Linked DNA regions of Gossypium hirsutum: region 2 is linked to region 1. Evidence: chromatin contacts called from public Hi-C data. All regions are on one chromosome and are shown on one strand. The core of a region is the stretch at or near the end of the contact, and the rest is flanking DNA. Distances in the headings are between cores, read along the strand shown. Region 1 holds the start of LOC107960785 (metalloendoproteinase 2-MMP). Region 2 holds the start of LOC107958587 (senescence-associated carboxylesterase 101).

The links. Hi-C and Micro-C count contacts between places; a contact is called where the count stands out from the background.
Region 2: a contact with region 1 is called in a Hi-C map of leaf, with 1.6 times the contacts expected there. The contact joins the promoter of LOC107958587 here to the promoter of LOC107960785 in region 1. A contact is called at or near these places in 4 of 34 Hi-C or Micro-C datasets (callus, hypocotyl and leaf).

What each region holds. Positions count from the first base shown.
Region 1 is chrD07:57,179,505-57,182,775 of Gossypium_hirsutum_v2.1, reverse strand. It overlaps LOC107960785 (metalloendoproteinase 2-MMP), which reads right to left and starts at 1,787. Exons shown (of 1, transcript XM_016897063.1): 1 at 864-1,787. The coding sequence starts at 1,787. The coding sequence ends at 864.
Region 2 is chrD07:57,348,096-57,351,326 of Gossypium_hirsutum_v2.1, reverse strand. It overlaps LOC107958587 (senescence-associated carboxylesterase 101), which reads left to right and starts at 1,917. Exons shown (of 4, transcript XM_016894400.2): 1 at 1,917-2,787; 2 at 2,867-3,230. The coding sequence starts at 2,765. It overlaps LOC107958588 (GPI ethanolamine phosphate transferase 1), which reads left to right. Exons shown (of 18, transcript XM_016894401.2): 14 at 1-134; 15 at 449-547; 16 at 625-683; 17 at 1,085-1,190; 18 at 1,360-1,787. The coding sequence ends at 1,524.

The sequences.
Region 1 (3,271 bases), core at 538-3,037:
TTCAATTATGTTGAGAATTCACTGCTCGAGTGTTCGCTTGTTTGAGTTGCTCCAATAATGAATGTGGCATCTTATATTTGGATCTGTTGTCCGAGTCAAGTGTAGGGTGTTACATAGCAAATTACAAATTAATGAAGTCTACATATGAAATCATATTCGGCTCAGGGACGAAGCAAAAAGAAATTATAGGAGCCCAAGATTAAATTTTATATTTTTATGCGAGCTAAAATATAATTTCATCATTGTATCGACTTACATCTCTATAGTTTTGAAAGGACTAAATCAAAATTGTGTTATTTTTAGGAAGTTAAACTATAATTTCATCATTATTAAGTTATCATTTTATAGATTTTCAGACATCTAGGAATTTCTCAAGGGCAGAGCCCTTGCCTTCGCCCCTAAATTTATATTAGTAACCTTAAAATTTTGTTATAATATTTATGTAAGACTTTAAGTTTATGCTTATAAGAGGCTTTAGTTTGTTTTGTTTTTTAAAAATAAAATAAAATAATAACATTTTAGGATAAAAATGGACACTCCATTTCAAATTAAATTGAGGTGTACTTTAATATAAGAGAAATGCTTATATGAAACTAAGATATCTCTTTTCAATCATTTAATATCTCAATTTTTTCCTCTTAAATTTAAGCAATTTTCTCTTAAAAAAAATCAATTCTAACTGAAAATGATGGAATTTAATTCGCAAATGAAGTGAGCAGCAAAGCATTTAACATGTAAAATAGTAATTTATTTCCTTTATTTCATTAAATTTATAAATGATCCACAAATCAAATAAAGTTTTTAACAAAAAAAATTACGTAAAATGAAAATTAATTATAATGGTTTTAAGTGTATAATGTTTTTCAAACGTTATATAAAGCCTTGATTCCTTGAATATCATCCTCATGCAGACCCTTGCTTTCGCCAAGCGTGAAAGTGGGATACATGATGGCTGCTTCAATGGAGCTGTGATCTAAACCAAGAAGATGTCCAATTTCATGCAATGCCAGAGTCTCCAAATGATACGCACTAGGGTCTGGAGTTACAGACCATGATTCATCTGCATCATAATGGAACCTCCCATCGGTTGGTGCAAAAGCATGAGCCAAGGTTCCATTAGGTCCGTCAAAAGGAGACCCATCTCCATGATCACCACTTTCAAAGCTAACTTTTATATCAGCATTTACATAGTCTTCAGTCATTGAAAATCTGAAATGTGTGTTTTCGGACCATGTTTGAAAAGCTTTTGAAACTGGGTTAATGGCATCAACTCGAGCCCCCGGAAGAAATGGGTACGTCAGATTGTACTTTAAAGCCGGCCATCTCGGTTCTTGGGGGAAAAACGAATAGTGTGACACCGTATGAACTAATTTCGACCCTGAACGGCGGTGCCATTTTTGACCATACCGCATCCTCGAAGTTCCATTGAAGATATCTGCGACGGCGCATCGTGGTCTCATCATCTTCGATATAGTATTGGCGTCCAACCTTCCGGTTGCTTTCAGATTATAATTCAACTGATAAGTTCTAATGGCAGACTCCAACAGCTCATCGAAATCATCGTCACTGACATGAGTATTGTTCTTATAACTCAAATACCCGAAGTTTTGGAGGTATTTTTTGAGTTTATGTAGGTCTTTAACGCGGTCTCCCTTATGGAATCCTTGAAGATGCTGAAGGAACTCAAATGGCGATGGATTTTTGTGTTCGAAATGTGAAAAAGCAGCCTGAAACATGAAGAAAAGGAGGAGGGTGAATGAGAAGAATTGAAGAGCTTTGGATCCCATGATGGTTATATATGATCAATCAATAGCTAATGAGAATGGTGGGTGAAATTACCTCATATCAGTTGCCTATTTATACCCATAACTATACCTTAAAAAGTCTCAAAACATCAACTTTGAGCTTAGTTTGTAATTTAGGGCTTTACCAGGTCTTGCACATAAAGACAACCTTAAACGTGTTCAGAAATGGCTAACCGGCCTGGAGTAGACTTGGTTCAGGATTCTAAATTTTGTGTTTATTTGTTTATAAATATAAAATATTTTTTATTTACTTCTTCCATAGCATCACGATTTTTAATTTTTATTTTTTGATATAATGCCTAGTACTACTCATAACCCCTCTCAACTCTTAAATAAGAAGATAATGCGCTTTAGCACACTTGAACTCACGTCCTCTTGCACTAACAATAATACCAATATTAACTGAGTTAAAACTAAATCCACGAATATATAATATTTATATAAGTTGCACTTACTGACCATTTATATATTATTAACCTTAAATAAAAAAATTATCGGTTGAAGAATTCTTAAAAACTATAAATAATGGCTAATGGTAGTTTAATTATGCACGCATATACATTTTAAATGTGGCCATTTAAAAGGTGAATTTGCCCCCTTTGAAAATTCAACTAAGTTTTATTTATTTCAATCCTTGGTAATCGGTGGAAGAGAGAGAGTATAAAGCTTTAATTTCAATGAGAAATTTTAGCTTAAGATAATGACATTCAAGGGCTTGGAACATAAGAGGGGCATGGTAGAAAAGAGAAAATAAGAGTTATCTAGATGTTGAAAAATCAGTCGGAGCCAAAGGTGTTGTTTCTCCCAGAAACCAAATTGGAGATGGTTGAGGCTCGGATGGTGTGAACTCTCTGGGTATGTCCAATTATTGTTCAACGTCCTTCAGTCGGTGCATTTGGGATCCAAATTTCTGTGAGGTCGAGAGCTGCACCAATAAGCCCAAGTATATCTGTCTCTTTGGTTGTTTCAAGCGACACAATTTTAAATGTGATGTCGTGAATGGGTATACTCCGATCCAGCCTAATGAAAAATTAGAGTTCTTCGACGAACTGAAGTACTTTCATTTATACTTGTATTGTAATTAATCATTTTATTAATAAAATTTATTGGATTAAAATTCACTAACACATTGTAATTTATTTTTAAATATAAAATAATAATATTTCGATCCATTTGTCAGAATTGTGGTCCCAAAACCACTGTTTTCCACACTACTGAAAAACGAGCTGTTACAACTGTCTCCCCTTACTATTCATTAGTATTTCTGTATATTTTTTAGGAGGGTGGAGTTGTGCATTTATATGATATAATTACTCTTCATTAACAATATCTAAGTAGGCTCAATGCATGTCAATGCGTATTCTACTCTAGACTTAACACGTGTTTTTGCAGTTTCATGTGTGATCTCACATGTGATCTCACAGGAAGGTGTAAGTGTCCCTCCTACGAACACTCGATATCATGTA
Region 2 (3,231 bases), core at 668-3,167, 170 kb before region 1:
TTGAAAACTCGCTTCTCTACGTGCATAAGGTGAACAAATCTTCTGCTTCTGGAAAGAACTTGGGGGAACATGCCTTCCTTGAAAATGATACTCGATATTTGCAGCTGTCGGATATGAGAATACCTTTAACCTTTGTAAGTCATCTTTCTCTATCTGTTTTATTGTTATTTCTTTTAAGGAGCAGATTGCTATAGGCAGTTTATGTTACTCATACTTGGGTGTGAGTGTTGACTATGATATGTGTTCGACATGGGTATGGTCAAGTTTTTTATAGTTATTATATATATATATAGGGTCTTAGAGGTTGTCCCTGTACCCATATATCAGACACAAGTCATAAACATGGGTACTTAAAGAAAAATAAAGAGTCAGAGCAACATAGATTTGCTTAGTTTAAAGGATTTTACAGTTTGTAATTTACATAGTGCTGATGAACTGTCTTTGGTAGATGGTCTTATTTAACGTGGCCTTCTTTGGGACGGGAAATTTCGCAAGTATAGCTAGTTTCGAGATTTCATCAGTCTACAGGTTCATCACTGTTTTTAGTGTAAGTAACGGTTAAACTACCTATATATCTTTTACTGTTTCTTCTTGTAAGCCAAACTGAATTACTTCCAATTGCAGCCCTTTCTGATGGCAGGACTCCTCATCTTCAAGTTATTCATACCATTCCTGCTTGTTATGTAAGTTTTTCGATTTTAAAAGAAATGTTAGAATGATCAATGATGCTTCAACAAAACTGGCTTGACCATCGGTTTTTAGCCATGATGCTATGTGACTTTTGCATCTATGGGCTATTAATACATTCAATCACATTTTTATGAAGTTTCATTAACTATTGCACCTTAGCTTGAGAAACTTCATCGTGGTTTCAAAACTCCCTGAAACACCGAATGAGTGAATCGCCTTTAATCTGCTATAAAGATGATCATCGGTTAAGGTGACATATTTAGTCTCGGTTTCCCATTTTAAGTTAAGCTTATATAACAATGTCACTAGTAAAGAATGCAAGTTCGTATCGATATATGCTGGAATATAGTAGTTAACTATAAACATGGTTCTGTTTGTTCTTTGAGACACACAGATGTGCATTCAGTGCAATAACCAAACTACTCGAAGTTCCAAGGATAGGATGCTACTTCCTCGTTATTCTTTGTTCAGACGTGATGACGGTCCACTTCTTCTTTCTGGTATCAAACTTTTTCAGAAATAAAGTTCGGCGCAGCCGATCCTATTGATTGATATTTTAGCCATTTTTGAACCTTGCTTTGCTTGAAAGTAAGGAAATTATGTGAAATCACCTGTGGTTATAGTTATTTCCTGAGGGCCTCACTGGTTTGGTAATCGGGTTTTTAACAGGTGAAGAACACGGGGAGCTGGATGGAAATTGGTAATAGCATTAGCCATTTCGGAATCATGAGTGCCCAAGTTGTGTTTGTGCTGCTACTTTTTGCTCTCACAAATATATACACGAAAGACATCGAAATCAGATCAGGGAGTCGAGATTCCCGAAAAGTAATGTGATTCACGAGAAACCAGAACTCATTAGCATTATAATTAGGTAGCCAAATTTATTTGCAAGGTAAAAGCATTTAGTTTCTCAGATTCTATGGCTTTCGAGGCCTTTGGTTCATCAGCCATGGATGAAAATTTTGTTTCTTCCATTTCACAATATGCTTGCTGTTAGCTTTGAGAAAACAAGATTCATGGGATTTTCCAAGTTCTTCCCATTCATTGGTATTGAATCTTTTTTTTTTTTTTTTTGAAATTGAAGTTTGCTTGTGATAGTGAAGCCGTTTACCTTGAGACTTTTTCCTTTGTTTTCGGCGGCTGCCAATTTGAGTTTATTGATATTTTTAAATTTATTTTGAGAGAGTTAAAATTTTAGTTTTTTAAGAGGGTACATTTCATATAGATGCAAGTATATTTCAATTACATACATATAATATAAAATTATTAATTAAGATATAGGTTGGAATATATTAATATAAGTCGGAATTGATGGACAGGGTTTAGTATTGACTGGTGCCCATAGAGTGTAAACTACCATGACCAACTTTTATCAGGTTGACTTCTATGTGAAAGGATTTAGGTAGGTAACAGCATTATGGGGTTGGTTTCTTCTATTTAAAAATTTCATCTATTTTTGTTGTTAAAAATTAGTCTTTATGTGTCAGGTGGTATTTAATTAGTCATGTAAGTTTTTAATGGTACAAATTGATGAAGTTTTTAACGACAAAATATAATTTGATATTGAGCATAAAATTAAAGACTTTCGAACCAATATCCGTTTAGTATGTTAGAACAGGTAATAGTGGAACCAGTAAAAAGTACATTAATTATAATTATAAATTATGAAATTTGAATTTGTATCATTAAACAGGAAAGTGCTCATATGGGGAAACGTGAAAAAAATATTAAAAAGATTTAGTTGAGTTGTATTTTGTTGGATAAAAATAGATGCCAATTTTGTATTCTAAACTGGAACTGGAAGACCATAGAGCACATTTTGTGCATATAGGAAAAAGTGTTGGGATCAAAACTATGACCCTCAAAAGAAATTAGAATGGCATTTCGTAGCATTTTCATTGATGGGGACATTGCCATTTTCCCCGACTTAACATCCAGAAAGCTGCTCAACTTTGACCACCAAAACCCCCAAAAGGACAAGACCCATAGACTTTAGTTAATATAATATGATTATTTTATTTACTCACTCAAATAAAGGTCTCGCTTCCCATTATACAAACCAAGGATCAAGTCAATGGCAAGCCAGATGAACCAATTGTTAGTAAATTTTCATTCCTTTTTTTCCCTCGTGTTTTTGATGGATTGTTTAACTTTATTTTGTGTTCTGAAACTACAGATTCTGCAGTGGATTAGAGGTTGCTAATTTCGTGGTCAGCTCTGGGTTGCTCAAACTTTCATGGGCTAAAATCTTAGACTGTTATGGTGGATTCAATCCAGATGAGCTCCAAAATTTGGGGTTATCAATAAAATGGAAAGCTCATCAACAAGCTAATATTAACATCCTTGTTTTCACCACGTCTCCTATTTGTACCAAATCTCATCTTCAAGATTCAAAACAACTGGTTTCTTCTACAGCTTTTAAGGAGAGTTTTCCAGTCTTTGAATTCCTCTGCAACAATGGCAACTCTTTCTCTATTCATAAAGCTGCAATTGCTCTCTTTGCTGATCACTTTCATGAGCTCTTGCAATTGAAAGCTGAGG